Linked DNA regions of Mus musculus: all the other regions are linked to region 1. A link is a contact called in public HiChIP or PLAC-seq and promoter capture Hi-C data. All regions are on one chromosome and are shown on one strand. The core of a region is the stretch at or near the end of the contact, and the rest is flanking DNA. Distances in the headings are between cores, read along the strand shown.

Region 1 (5,082 bases), core at 745-3,244:
AAAAAAAAAAAAAAAAGCCAAACAGTTTAATAACACATTGAGAACCCTCCACCCCTGTGATCATCCCACTTAGAGAGCCCGTATTTGCTATCCATTCCTCCAATTTTTTGCGATATTGGAACCAAATGTTAGTGTATTTAACATACGTTTTCTTTGTATAAAAGTTAGCTTAAAAGACCATAGAGTGGATGTAAGCAAGCATACAGCACGCTATTCTGGTGAGTGAAATGCCTCTTTTCCTGCCAATATTTTTAGTATCTTTTTTAAAGATCATTACCATTTTGTTTTAGGGGAAAATATTACCTAAAAATTTTTGCTTTGTGTGTGTGTGTGGGGGGCTTTTTTGTTTCCTTTTGAGACAGGGTGTCAGTGCAGCTCAAGCTGGCCTCAAATTAACTATGTGGTCAAGGATGACCTTGAACTTGTAGATCTTCCTGCCTCCACCTTCCAAGTGCTGGGCTTACACACGTGGACCTCCTTCTCGCTGGCTTGCTTCTGTTTTCCTTTCTCTCTTTCTCTTTCTCTTCGGAGAAAGGATCTATCTCTGTAGCCCAGGCTGCACTTGAAATCACTGTACTCCTCCGCCTCGGCCTCCTGAATGCTAGGATTGTCGGCATGTGCTACTGTGCCCAGCTCTACTGAGTTTTATATAGTATCATTTAGATCTCCCAGTAGCTAGTACACAACAGGTACTCCGTGTTATATTTCATTTTTTTTAAGTTTTAACTGATTTTTGTTTTAATGTTTTAAAGCATTCAATTTATAGCCCAAGGGGATAAAATTGAATAAACGAAACAGATAGAAAGCTAACTAAATACTCCAGTTCTTAGAGGATCCACCAAAACCAAGAGAACTAATTCTGGGACAAAGACAAAAGAGCATCTTGTTGTTATGAAAAGTAGTTCAGGTTGTTAAACAATTGTTGGGTTAACGTTAGTTTTCTTTGTCTTTTATTGTTCTTTTTAATTCATCTGCGAGTGAGGGCTATAAGACAAGGGTACTGGGTTTTTCTCGGAGCACAATGGGTAAAGGAGGAAGGGGTTCACATTACATTTGCCAAAGAGCAGGCATCTGGCCAGAGTAGTCATCAGCTCTTTTCCCCAATAACGGACCTCAGATCTGCTCCTTAGGCCACCAAAGAAGCTGGAAGCACTTCAGAAGCACAGACTGGGGGAGCTGCCAGCCCGGACCGGGGATGAGAACATAACACCTTAACTCCCCATTCCCCCTGCAAGCGCCCGTCCTGGACAACGCTTTGCGCGCCTTTCCCTCCGAGATCAATAACCGCACCCTGCACCCTCCCTCCGGGGAACTGATTAGAACAACCGGCCTTCGCTCCTCGGGTCACTAAATTCTCCACTTCGACCTTTCCTCCCGCCCACTCCCCGAAAGCACGTGCAAAAACGGGTAAAACGGTCTTGGTAGCTGGCAAGCCGGGGGATGTCTGTTTTTTCACCCTGAGGGGCCCTTCCGCGCACTCAGCCCGACACCGTCCGGAGCAGCCCGCCAACGGCTCAGCACTCAGCCCTCGGGTCCCGCCGCCCGTGCGCACCTCGCGTGTGCCGGCCCGCCGCCCCCGACACACTCACAAGGTGTCCAGCAGCAGCTTGGCGGCGCCCTCGAAGCTGAGCCGTTGCCGCTTCTGGAACGTCTCCCAGCGCTCCCGCTGCTCCCCCAGGTCGAGCGCCGACACCGAGGCGGCGGGGGTGACCGCCGGCGGTGGCTCCTCGGCGGCCGCCTCCTGGGCCCGCGGCGGTGGCTTGGGCCGCGGCTTTGCCGACGGCTGCGGACCGACCGCCCCGCCCCCGCCCCCGGCCCCGGCCCTAGTCCTGCTCCGGGAGCGCTGCGCGCGGCTTTCGCCGCCGCTCAAGCCCCCGGTGGCCCCCGAGCGCCGCTGCTCCCGCGGGCCGGTGGCCACGGCACTGCGAGTCCGCCGCATGTCTCCCTCAGCCGGGCTCGCAGGCCTCTCGGCTCTGCGCGCTCCCGCCGGCCGATGCGCGTCCCCGCCTCCGACAACCTGAAGGCCCCGGGGGTGGTGCGCGGCGCTCCGGAACACGCGAGCTAGGGACCCAACTAAGAGACCCTGGCCGTGGGGCCGGCCGAGCGCTGAGGGTCTAACGAGACCGCGCCTGCACCTGCGCTTGCAGGTAGCGGTGCCCGTTTGATCAGCGAAGGAGCTTCCAGCCTCCACTGACTCCAACCACACATTTCTAACTGGGGACCTGGGTCAGGCCTCAGTTCATAAATTCACGGCCACATCAGAGCTGGCACGCTTGGGTGACTTCGTGGTTTCCAAGGTGGTAACACTACCAACTTGGCAGAGGCCATCATGTACCTAATGTGAGCTAACGTAGTATGTAAATTGTCGGATATCTGCTACTGGAAGCATAAATGACAGCTGGAGTCAGTTTGATCAATGGTCAACAGGTTTTTTGGTGGTTTTGCAGAACTGAGAATAGGACCCACAGCTTTGAGAAAGCACTCTTGCACTGAGCCACATTCCCAGCCCTAGATTTTGTTTTCAATTTTAAGTAAATGGATCCAGGATTACATTCCATTCATAAGCTTTTGCAGAATACCGTATTGACGTTTAAAGACAAAAATCCCAAGAACCATCCACTGCGGTATCCCAGATAGTCTCCAAACCCTTTCAGTTGTTCTCACACTTTTAAAGAAACGTTTTCTTTTACTCGTTTTTGGTGCATTTTTCATTTTTCAACTTAGTTCTGTTTTTGTTGATTTTATTACAATATAGAGTCCATTTATTATCTTTAATGATGAAAATATGGGTTTTCCCAAATACAGCTTGATTAATTCATAAATCCTCATTAAGTTTTAACACAAAGTTCTCAATAATTGAAACTTCCTAGATGCATAATTTGTTTTGGTGTTTCCTTTGTGCCCGTATCTTAAATGTACAGATTTGCATGCACCAATTCAGATGTGGCATATCCTAGCCACATCTAGACTATCTCCAAAAAGCAAGCAGAAGTGACCACTGTTTTGTTTTGGCTTTTTCTCACTGTGACTTACTTTCGCCTGTTTTGTGTATTTAGAGACAAGGTCTAACCGTGTAGCCCTGGCTGGCCTGGAACTCACGAATAAGGCTCAGGTTTATCTTAGCTCACTGTGATCTGCCTGCCTCCACCTCCTGATACACATTACAGTTTTAAAAATCTTTATTCAGGAGGAGAGCGAAGTATGCGGGTGCATGGGGAGCAGAAGACAGTCTACACCATGAGTTCTCTTCTTGCACCAAACAAGCTGTCTGGTGACAGGCACCTTTACTTGGCTGCCGGGCTTGTTTGAGTCAGGGCTTCATTCTTTAGCCTAGTCTAGTCCTAGACTCACTAAGTAGCTAAGGCTGGCTTCAAACCTGTACCTATTCTCCAGCCTCAACCTCCCAAGTGCTAGAATCACAGGTGTGATCTACCACACTACTTTAGCCTATCTTTGAATGTCATTTCAAAAATAGCATGTACATTGTTAAATCTAATACTGTTCAACATTTTGGAAATAATTGATATTATATATACACACATATATACATATATGTACATATATAATTTATTGATGTCAATATGATCTATGCGGATTGGCTTTTGTTAATGCAACACAAACAAGGGTCATCAGAGAGGGAACCTTAACTGAAAAAAAAATGCCTCCATCAAATTAGTGGGTAAGTCTGTAGGTCATTTCCTTGATTCATTATTGATCACCATCACCCCTGGGCAGGTGGTCCTGGACTCACTCTATGAGAGCAGGCTGAGCAAGCCTGTAAGCAGTGTTCTTCCTTCATGGCTTCTGAATCAGTTTCTGTCCTGACTGGCACAGCAGTGGGGGAGAAAATTTACATAAGAATATATCACCGTTTATTTTGTGTGTGTGTGTGTGTGTGTGTTGCAAGTGTATGTCAGAGTTCAATGATGGGTGTCTTCATGGTTCTCCACCTTCATCCTGAGGGAGGGTTCCTCACTGAAACGGGAGCTCACACTCTGCCTACACTGGAGGGTCACTGAACTCAAGGAGATGACTTTCCCTAGCAGCTCCACAGTGGGTGGGGCTACAGACTTGTGACCCCAGTGTCCACTTTTATATGGGTGCTAGGAATCCTAACTCAGGGCTTCATGTGTGTGTGGCAGGCTAGCCCCTAGTCCCCTTACATTTATTCTCTTAACTACTTTTGTTTCTAATTTGTACAAATGTGATAAAGCTTGTATTCACTTTTACATTTTTACCCAAGTCTTTTGGTAGATCAGTTTCTCTCCAAACATTCAAAGTGGAATTTCTGGTTCACAGGTTAAGACTGTGTTGTGACCAAGTCTTATGTAGTCAGTGTTGTCTTATTCAACAATCCTCCTGCCTCTACCTGTCACAGATGCTAGGACTACAGGCATGTGCCACCATGCCTAGCGAGCATCATTCTTTTTAAGGAACTATGAAGGTTTTAAGCTGGCCGGCCGGTTTTATGCTCTGCCAGCACTGGATGAGGTCTGCAGTTGCTCCATACCTCACAGAAGTCACACCGCTGGTCTTTTCACTTAGCTTTTCTGAGGCTGTGCCATGACATCACTTCCTTCGGTTTCGCATTTCTCTGTCCTGTAGTAATGCTACCTTTTCATTCGGTTGCTGAACTTTTGGATGGCTTCTGTTTGGGAATCCTTTTGGGGCTAAAGAGTTGGTACGGTACTGCTGTTGTAAAGCTGGGTTCCCAACACATACTTCGGGCAGCTCACAACTGACTGTAACTTGAGGATCTGATGTCTCCTCAACTTCTTGGGCACCTACACTCATGCATGCACATACCCACAGACACAATTAAAAATAAATTGTTTTTAAAAGACAGTCCATTTTTTAAAGTCAGGTTTATGTCTTAGGCTGCTTTCTCTTGCTGTGATAAACACCATGATCAAAAGAAACTTGGGGTGAAAAATGTTTATTTCATCTTACAGCTTACAGTCCATCATTGAGGGAAGTCAGAGAAGGAATTCAAGGCAGGAACCTGGAATTAGGAACTGAAGCAGAGACCATGGATGAATGACTCTCTTGGGTTGCTTTTTATTTTTATACAACCCAGGACCA
Region 2 (5,082 bases), core at 1,698-4,197, 190 kb before region 1:
AGTGCCAGTGAGCCATACAGTGATATGACGTAAATTTAAAATTATATTAATAAATTTCAGGTAGAAATGCCAGTGATTAAGCCCAATATGACAGCACTACCACACAGAGTGAAATGCATCTGAGGAACACTGAGGCAGGTTTACCCTCTAAAGGTGCTGACACAGGAGACTCCCTCATCGACATGCCTTGCTTTATACTTCCTTCCACTGCCTCATAGCTTCTTTTTAAACTCATTTCATGAGCTGTTCTTGGACTCCGAGTCCCTTCTCGGGCATTCTTAATATCTGTAGAATATAGAAACAAGAATTATTCAGAGCCTAAGGCCTATTTATAATGTGCAGTAAACTAAGACCTTAGTATTAGATTAGTCTTATAAAAACCACTTGATCCCAGCCCTCAGCAGGCAGAGATAGATGGATCATTATGAGTTTGAGGCTAGCCTGGTCTAAATAGGTCAGAAGGGGCTGTAGAGCATGACTCTGCCCCAAACAAAACAAAACAAAACAAAACAAAGATTTGCTCTAACACATATTTGTGTAGACAGCGCCCAGGAAAACACTTTGGTTTACTGCAGCATTGACTGAATGGCTCCTGTGTGCCAAGCTAAGGCTTCCAGGTTAACAAACTAAGTCCCTTCTCAAGAAACTTACCTAATAGTGGTTGGTATAAAAAAATATGCCCAGGCTGCAAATATGGGTTGGCAATTGAGAGTACTCAGTGTTCCTCCACAGGATCTGAGTTTAGTTCCCAGCACCTGCATCATGGGCCTCACAACTACTCTAGTTCCAAAGGATCTGATGGCCTTTTCCGGCTTCCACAGGAACACACATGAATTAAGAAAAAAATGTGGCTCATGCATACGCACACACACATAAACAAAAAATACTAACAAAACTAATAGGTCTTATTGTCCAATGTAATGCATATTATGGAAGGAAATTTACAGTATGCTGCAAGAATGATGAGACAGAAACTTGACATGTCCAAGTCCATCCAGAAAAGGCAAGCTGAGAACTGAAGGACAAGTAAGAGAGATGCTTCTGTCCAATATAAAAGCAGGAAACAATGGCACAGGCAGAAGGAACAGGCTCAGATACCTCAAGAATGACAGAGCATGCTACCTTAAAAGAAACATCATCAGCTCAGTACAAAGCCAATGTGAAGAATGGAAGTTAGGCAGCAAAGTTTCGGGCTGAGAGGAAAAGGAGCAATCAAAAAAACCTGTAGGGGTAAGCAAAAGGAGACCGTGGAGTGGGCTGTTGCTGGCATGGGACAGTCTTGTACTCATCCTTTAAGGTCACAAAGGTAAAGCAGGAAGCATGGTGACTACTCCAGGGAAGTCAGCACCCTAAGGTGTCCAGACCAAAGGTAATGGCTGCAGGCAGAATAAGGGATTGATTGCAGAGACTTTAGGAAACAATCTAAATGATTTTGTAATATGCTGGAGATGAAAAAAGAGAGATAGAGAAAAAGAAAGATACCTAGATTTCTAGCTTCTTTCCCTCTCCCCAAAGTACAATGCTCATCTACGCTAGAAGTGTTAAAGTAAGAAATAAGATTAGTGTAGATTACACAACATCAGGTATTCTGTTCATCTCTTTGTATTAGAGACAAAGAGAAGATATCGCTAATAACTATTTCACGGTTGTAGTCAGAAAACTCAAACTCAGCCCTGTGCCTGATGATTACAGCATATATTAGTCATTCTTAGAAAATATACTCGAAGGAAAAGACGGATGGCTAGATTTGATAGAGGGAAAAACAGGCACAGATACATTTTTATTAAGGGGAGTTTAGTCTAACATTCTCATCTTGATTATCAGATTATCTGTTCCTTAGTTCTTAACCTTAAAAAAATATGACCCCTATTAAAATAAAAGCTATTCCATTTAAGTTAAATGAAGATTCTTTTTCTAGGTTAAGGAATGACTAGTCACTGACAATGTCAGCTGTTAATTACAATATACTTCCCCTGTGCTCTGCACACTCTTACAACTCTTAACTGACAGTCTTAATTGATTTTTTTTTTTTACAAAATATCCCCTTTCGCAAGGAGAAAACAGGACTGCAAAAAATAAACTGACTTACCTATAGTAAGAACGTAAAATCAGAGCCTGTTTTTCAGTCTCACGTTCTAAGATTGGCATCAATGAATAAACAATACTTACTATCATATGATAAGATATGTCCACTTTTGCCTTCATAGATAACATGGCCCTTGGATGCAGCTTCCTCTCTGACCTTCTCAGGACTGCTTTCTTCAATAGGCATCCTGGAGACAGGTCCCTTCACCAAAGCCTCTGTTGGTATTCCAGCCTGGGGCAGAGCTGGGGTCCCCTGTCATCAAAAAACCCCACAAGCATCCAAGAGTCACTAATGCTGAGAAGCAGCACAGCCATGAAGAATAAAGAAACTGAGAGTCAGGTCAGTCTTCAAAAAAACAAAGTGCACAGAGGAAACAAAACATCTCACCCCTGTAGACATAAAGAAACCCCCGATCTCGCTCCTTCAACTCTACTATCACAGAGAACTCAGATGATCATAGCATATGAGGTAAAACAGCTTTGTCCCCCCCAAACCTATGGCTGGTGCTTGGGCTTTGGTCATCAATAAGAGGAGAGGCTCAGATGCCTTGTTTAGTGAGATATTCAGTCAGGAAACATCACCTGAGTCTTACCATCATTAGTCCTCCACTAGACTGACAGTAGGTCTTTATGCCCTTCCTTTTAGGGAAACTGTTTCCTGTCTATTGTATAGGACGCTGTATAAGTGGGTAGATTGGGCTGTAAAGAAAATGAAGACCAGATCTACCCCACTCCTCTGTGTAGGATCTCTACTACTTTGAACTTGAGGCAATACGCTCTGAAACAGATGTTTAAAGGGGGTGAGTGAAAGACAGGAGCAATGCGTCCAGCATACCCAGTCATGAACAAAGTTCAGCAGAAACATCAGGAAATCCTCAACATGCACTCTGTCCCAATGAGCAAATCTTAAAATAGATACAACAGAGTGTCATTTGACCCAGTTAAAACTATTTACCTAACAAACAAAACGTTGGATGCTGGAAAGTTAAGAAGGAAGTGAAGACAGCATAGAGGCCCACTTATATTCTCTGTGTACATTTAAGGGTTAACTTACTTTGACTGAATATGTAACGAGAGACAGGGAGTTTCTACGTCATGCTCTAAATCAGCATAAGCCATAACAACTACGACACTGGAAATTGTCTTAACAGGGTGACTCTGAATCACAATGTCCTGAGCAGAATCAACCAAAGGCTCAGGAAAGCCCAGGCTGCTGGAGCTCATACCCAGCAACTCTAGCACAAGGCTTAAGCATTTATGACCAGCAACTTCTCAAGGGATGCTGGTGCTCAGGGTCGTGGGTGTCCACACCGCTGGTAACAATACCTTAGGTAACAAGGATACACCACAACAATAGGCTAGTAACAATATACAAAAACTGTATCCGTGTTTATAAAAGGCAGACTATATGAACTTCACTACTTTTCTCATTCATGTAAAAATTTTAAAAAGGAGGTGTTTTAACATTTCAAGTTAAAATTAATATCTAGCTAGAAAAAGAAATTAATCAAAATTAGGATTCTGTTTAGTCTCTGATGTACTCAATGAATTTGAACACAGCAGCTTACACATTGAGATCACAAATATACCTTTTCACAAAGAAGCATTTCTCATTGTTTTCTTCTCAATTTCTATTTAATCTAAGCACATGATAAAAGCTTTTACAGGAAGTCCATAAGGACTATAATATCTTCTGCAAGTTTCTTTTGCCAATTTCCAGGTGAGTAGTAACACCTTGAATAACTACAGTATAGATACCATGGCTTGGAGTTAAAATGCAGCCGGAAAGGAAAAGGTCTGGAGATCTGAGGTTTATTACTGAGAGCTGGACTCATAAAAGAACAATGACCCATGCTGCTATAACAAGAGCACTGCTATAACTAAAACTCCTGAGAAATCCAGCTTTCCAGGCTCCAGGAGATGATGGCCCATGCACTGACCTGGGTAATAGAGCCCCGCAACGATGAAATGGTCTCCACTGAGATTTTGCTGGCTGGAGTTCCCCGAGTTATACTTCCTTCTTGGACAGCCCCTGCAGTGCCTGAATGAAAACAAAACCATCACTAAATCATTGCCTTCTTCCTAGCAGCCCCTACTCCACAATACAAGTTCTCACACAGCAGAATGGGGCAAGCATAACAAAAATTATCCTAATGAAATGCATGGCTCAAATAATATCATAATGATCTTTAAAAGGATTGTTCAAACTGATTGATGAAGGTCCTACCCCTAGCAGAGGAACTACTGGTAGCTTATAACTGCTTAGGGAAAGAAGCAATTTCTCTTTAGGGAACTAGAAACATGTGTAGACTGCCTATAATCCAGTAGATGGCACAAATACACATGCATATATAGGCAATAATAACTGCACTATCAAAAAAATGAGAGAGCAGTGGCTGAGAACATGAGAGTGGGAGGGAGCATGTTGAGGGGGAAAGAGTTGGTGTTGGGGAAATGATCAAAATGCACTATACAAATATATGAAATAACAGAATAAATATATTATTAAAAATTACGGCTGACAAATAATGTCAGAGTTTGGTGGGGCTTTTTGGTTTTGGTTTCGATTTATTACTATATGCCCATCAAATTTCAAAAGTTTTAAAGTTATTGGCTCAGCGATTAAGAGCAGTGACTGCTCTTCCAGAGGTCCTGAGTTCAATTCCCAGCCACTACATGGTGGCTAACAATCATCTGTAATGGGGTCCAATGCATTCTTCTGGTGTGTGTCTGAAGACAGCTACAGTGTACTTGTATAAATAAAAATAAATAAATCTTTTTTAAAAAATAGCTATCTTTACATGGAAGCAAAAACATAAAAGTCAGTAACTTGAAGAAATAAGTCATTAAAATATATTAATGACTAAGCTGTTTGTATTCATGTATACTTTGGAGGCTGAAGTAGGAGGACTGAGAATCCAAGTTCAAACTTGACCATACAGCATATCCAAGGCCAGTAAAATTATCACTGTTACCACAACTTAGGATGTACCCACA
Region 3 (5,082 bases), core at 1,048-3,547, 150 kb after region 1:
GGGAATGGGTGTTTGCCTGGTGGGTCCCATGAATCCCAGCTGATCCCTGAACTCAGTTCAGTTCCCAGGGTCACTCTCAGGCCTCTAGAGTCCTGGGCTGTCAAGCTCTGTTGACAGGGCTAGTGTGTGAGAAGTGCTTCCCCAGCACGTTTTACTGTCCTGGCCAGATCAGCTTGGCTTGCGCCAGGAGTTGATGGTTACTCCTTCCTGCTTCTCCAGAAAGATCATAACTGTGTTAACGGGTTCATTTAAAGCCCTTGTCTCTTGCAGGGAAGGGGATTATTGAGTGCAATCTCATCTGTTTTCTTGCTCTTGGTTTCACTCACTTCAGTGTACAGTCCACACACTTAGGAGGCTGGAGCAGGAAGATTGTCATCCGGAGTCATGACCTGGACTTTGGCTGTAGACAGGGGCCACCCCACCCTGTATCAGATTGGCTTTAAAAAATATTCAAGAAATACACTTTGACTTCCAGGTACAGTGGTGGATTTGCAGCCACTGAAATGATACAAATGTATCTAACAGGATTACAGATGTGTTTGTATCCAAAGCGACCTTGTTTGTTTCCTATGTCTCACCTCTGTTTCCTTTTCTTTGTTGGTTTCTTTTGGAAATTCCCCAGTTGCTTACAATGAATACATTACAGTTCTTCTAAACAGGGAAGAAATTTGCACTTATCAATGAAGGAGAAGAAGGCTTGCCTGGGTTACACAATGAGACTCTGTCTCAAATACCACACACACGCGTGCACACACACATGCAACACAAAGTACACACACACACAGAGAATGAGAAATAATCTGATTTTTAAAAGTCAAGTGAGGGCTGGCGAGATGGCTCAGTGGGTAAGAGCACCCGACTGCTCTTCTGAAGGTCCAGAGTTCGAATCCCAGCAACCACATGGTGGCTCACAACCATCCCCAACAAGATCTGACTCCCTCTTCTAGAGTGTCTGAAGACACTCTTCTAGAGTGTCTGAAGACAGCTACAGTGTACTTACATATAATCAATAAATAAATCTAAAAAAAAAAAAAAAAAAGTCAAGTGATAGATTTATTGTCTGTTTCTGCTATACAATAGTTAAAAATGTCTCACTGTAGAACGTTCTCTTTCACAGAAGGACCAGTGTCAGGTGAGTGGGCTTACAGTATGTGGCCGGAAGTCTGTCCTGATGAACCTAGAGCCTCATATGTGCCAGATGGGGCTCAGTCCACGGGCCACATCCTCTGCTCTCACTATGGTTTGTTTTAAAAAGATTCTACTTTTGTTTTCTTAGTTATGCATATATGTGTGTGTCATGTGCATATGGGTTTTATGTATGTGAGTTGTAGGTACCCACAGAGGCCCGGAGTGTCAGGTCAGATCTTCTGGAGCAGGAATTCTAGCAGTGAGCACCCGATGTGGGGGCTCTGGGAACCAAACTTGGGCCTTCTGCAAGAGCAGCATAGGCTTGTAACCGTGGAGCCGTTTCTCCAGCCCGTTGTAAGGACTTTCTTTTCTTTCTCTTCCACAGCACCTTACTCTTTTCAAATTCTTTGCACAAGAAGAGTCCCAGCTGTGCAGCGGATGTGCTGAACGCAATTCCTTAGTTCTATGTTCCCCTCCAGCAGTAATTGCCCACTCTTCTGCTGGGAGAAGCTGCTGAAGCCACAAGGAAGACCTCTCCAGGCTTCCTATCTGGGCCTGAACTACATTGTTTCAGAAAAACTGCCATGTTTCTTCATCATGATGCCGGATCATCAAAAAGTTTAGGCTATGCCATACCATGGTCACGGTGTCAGGGACAGCAGCTACAGTTGTGGACATTTATGCTTTTGTCCTTATGGTGTCTTTCTAGGAGAAAAGGAAAAAAAAAAAAAGGAGAGATATGCTTATTGTGTGTCACTTGCTACCCAAGAAAGAGCACCAAGAAACTGACTATGCGTTCATATTTCCTTCTGTTAAGATGAGGGTGGGGGAAGGGAAGTAAATCATAAAAGTTGACAATGGTGAGCTACGAAGAGGAAAACTGGGCTTAGCAGCTTAGAAGCGGTTTACCAGTTTCACTGGCTAGGCCTCAAGATGTCAGAGTCGTTGCTCCCTCTAGTGGTAAAATCTAGACCCGTCCTTTCCATTTCGGTGGTTGGTACTGCTCTGTGGCTTCAGTGTGTGGTCTAAAGTTGTGTTTTCTTCTGCTAAATTGTCCTCTGTTTGTCTCTTCCAATACTTTTGCGATATTATTTAGTGCCCCCAGGTAGTGCAGGATGATTTTTGCCTATCTTGAGATCTCTAAGCACCCTCTCTCCCCATCACTTTTCCTTAAAATAAGAGTGCTTGTCCAGGGCTGGTGAGATGGCTCAGTGGGTAAGAGCACCCGACTGCTCTTCCGAAGGTCAGGAGTTCAAATCCCAGCAACCACATGGTGGCTCACAACCATCCGTAACGAGATCTGACTCCCTCTTCTGGAGTGTCTGAGGACAGCTACAGTGTACTTACATATAATAAATAAATAAATAAACAAATCTTAAAAAAAAAAAAAAAAAAAAAAAAAAAAAAAAGAGTGCTTGTCCAGCATGCATGGAACTCACAATTCAATCCCCAGTGTAAGCCCAGCATTTGGATTAAAATAAAAATAAAATAAAATGAAGTAAAATAAAAAGAAAGAAAATAAAAAGTTCCACATTTACAAGTCCAGGAGTTAGGATGTGGACATATTTGGTGGCCATTATTAATTTCAGGGCTTCTTAAAAAATTTCCACTCAGAAAATTCTGTAGCCCTAGGTATATAGATTTATAAAACATGTATACAGGGACTTTAGAAATAGATGGATCAGTAGTTAGGAGGACTGGCTGCTTTTCCATAGGACCCCAGTTCAATTCCCAGCAATTCCTAATACCCACATGGTTTCTCACAACCCCTCTCTCTGTAACTTCAGGCATGCAAGTGGACACAGACACACATGCAGGCAAAGCACTCATGAAAAGTGTGTAAAAATCAAGTATTTACAGAGAATAAAGAAATTAAAAATAAAGAAATTAATTTAAGAACAATTCTTTGCTATAGGTTTATTATATGTTCCAGGCAGGGTTTCTCTGTGTAACCCTGGCTGTCCTAGAACTGGCTCTGTAGACCAGGCTGTCCCAGAGATCCTCCTGCCTCTACCTCACTGGAATGAAAGGAGTGCACATCTTCTGCACATGGAATATTATCACTTGCTAAAGATAAGCAAAATCTCACACTAACAGGATAGATATGCTTATTTACATGACACACAGTATTAAATCTTAGCTGAATATTTGGTATTTGAAGACACAGAATGAACATCTCCACCAGTTTTCAGAGTTGAAGGACATTTTGATTTTATAACTGCCAATTCTGAGAATGGTGCACATAAATATAACACAAAATGGAAGACATAGATTTAGGACCGTTTCAGAAATTGCTGGAAATTGTGTCCTAATCCTAAGATGAAATTCATAATTGAGAACGTAAGTCAGCAGGTTCTGGTTAGTGCTCATTGCCAATCAGACACATCTAGAATCACCCAGGAAGGGAGGGCACTTTTGTTTTTGCTTTGAGACAGGATCTTTTTGTGTAGTCCTATGTAGACCAGGCTGACATGAACTCAGAGATCTGCCTGCCTCTGACTCCTGAGTACTGGGATTAAAGGCGTGCGCTACCATGCCTGGCCTACAGGACAGAAGGGAGTTTTAGTGAGGGATAGTTTAGGTTAGGCTGACAAGTTCCCATGTTCCTGACGTCCCTGTAACAACAAACTGACTGTGTCCTACCTTTGTGAGCCAAATAGAACCCTTTCCTGAAGCCGGAGAGATGGCTCAGTAGTTAAGCGCCCCAGTTGATTTTTTCTGAGAATGGGAGTTCAGATACGCAGGATGGCTGGGAACTGTCCGTAATTCCAGCTCCAGGGGATCTGACGCCCTCTTCTGGCTGTGCGGGCACCTGCATGCTCATGCACATACACACCCGCATATACATAATAACAAGGTAAATCTTAAAAAAAGAAACCCTGGGGCTGGAGAGATGGCTCTGTGGTTAAGAGCACTGACTGCTTTTTCCTGAGTTCAATTCCCAGCAACCACATGGTGGCTCACAACCATCTGTGATGAGATCTGATGCCCTCTTCTGGTGTCTCTTAAGACAGCAACAGTGTATTTACATAAAACAAATAAATCTTTTTTTTTTTTAAGATAAAAAAAGAGAAATAAATAAAAAGAAACCCTTTCTCTGTTACCTTGTTTTTACTAGGGTATTTTATTACATCAAAAGAAAGAAGATGGCAACGCCACAAGAATTTTAAAAATCAAATATTTTAACACACCCAATTCAAGGATACACTAATTTGAAACACACTAGGAACAATGGTAGGAGAACATTCAGATTTTGCTGTCATCAAACCATGTTTATAGAAACCAGAACCGAAATCCTTGTAAAAAGTTTTGTTAAAATCCTGCAACTTGTAACATATGGTAGTTCTAAATCTGAGCCGAGGTGTTTGAGTCAGCGTCTGTTTATGTGTGTGGCATGATGGCGTGCTCAGTTCAAAGCAGGCATGTTGTTGTATGTTCAGGACCAAGGCTGCAATGAAATTGTGACACATGTCAGCCCTGCCAGAAAACACCTCTGATTCACCACATATTTGAGTTTGAATTTTTTTTTTGTGCATTCAGAACAATTTTATTATCTCCAATTCACAACCTCCACATTTAATTACATGACTCTTCATGACACATGACACAGGTTAAGAAGCTGGAATTTAGTATACTGTGTGTATGGTGGGTGTTATAATTCCTAGAGTGAAATGATTTTAGCTAACTTTAAGACTTGCCAATTTACCTAATAAAAAATGGAAAAAAAAAAAAAGACTTGCCAATTTAACTGTATGTCCCTAGTAGGGTTGTCTAAGCACAGAAATAATTTAAAAAATATTTTATTTTAAAATTTTTACACTTATTTATTTAGTGTGTGTGTGTGTGTGTGTGTGTGTGTGTGCGTGTGTGTTCCCATACCATGCACGTGAGTCTCGGAGCATGTAGATAACCAGCTGGTACTGACCCAGAAACTTCATCCTTACTAGCTAGCTT

The links. Promoter capture Hi-C pulls out the DNA fragments that hold promoters and counts their contacts. HiChIP or PLAC-seq counts read pairs in DNA pulled down with a chosen protein or histone mark.
Region 2: a contact with region 1 is called in a promoter capture Hi-C map of liver. The contact joins the enhancer-like site here to the promoter of Cenpv in region 1. A contact is called at or near these places in 5 of 39 promoter capture datasets (the C10 cell line, cranial neural crest, embryonic stem cells and 1 more), 2 of 115 datasets of contacts at active chromatin or transcription factors (both in embryonic stem cells) and 3 of 9 other capture datasets (adipose tissue, liver and pancreatic islet).
Region 3: a contact with region 1 is called in an H3K4me3 HiChIP or PLAC-seq map of the SCID.adh cell line, with 11 read pairs. The contact joins the enhancer-like site here to the promoter of Cenpv in region 1. A contact is called at or near these places in 1 of 39 promoter capture datasets (neural stem cells), 4 of 484 Hi-C or Micro-C datasets (cranial neural crest and embryonic stem cells), 2 of 115 datasets of contacts at active chromatin or transcription factors (the SCID.adh cell line and embryonic stem cells) and 1 of 9 other capture datasets (adipose tissue).

The regions. Positions count from the first base shown.
Region 1 is chr11:62,537,267-62,542,348 of GRCm38.p6, forward strand. Cenpv (centromere protein V) reads right to left here and starts at 1,995. Exons shown (of 5, transcript NM_028448.1): 1 at 1,590-1,995. The coding sequence starts at 1,939.
Region 2 is chr11:62,349,209-62,354,290 of GRCm38.p6, forward strand. Ncor1 (nuclear receptor co-repressor 1) reads right to left here. Exons shown (of 45, transcript NM_001252313.1): 25 at 4,026-4,126; 26 at 2,170-2,338; 27 at 145-285. Among named protein-coding and RNA genes, the nearest start is that of Ttc19, 70 kb to the left of the region's middle. Within about 2 kb of position 2,948, at least 8 of the 459 cell types and tissues checked have an H3K27ac peak or open chromatin away from gene starts, as enhancers often do. A contact at or near this core is called in adipose tissue and liver, where this site is marked.
Region 3 is chr11:62,691,409-62,696,490 of GRCm38.p6, forward strand. It overlaps a transcript of Zfp287 not described here. Among named protein-coding and RNA genes, the nearest start is that of Zfp287, 38 kb to the right of the region's middle. Within about 2 kb of position 2,298, at least 14 of the 459 cell types and tissues checked have an H3K27ac peak or open chromatin away from gene starts, as enhancers often do. A contact at or near this core is called in the SCID.adh cell line, where this site is marked.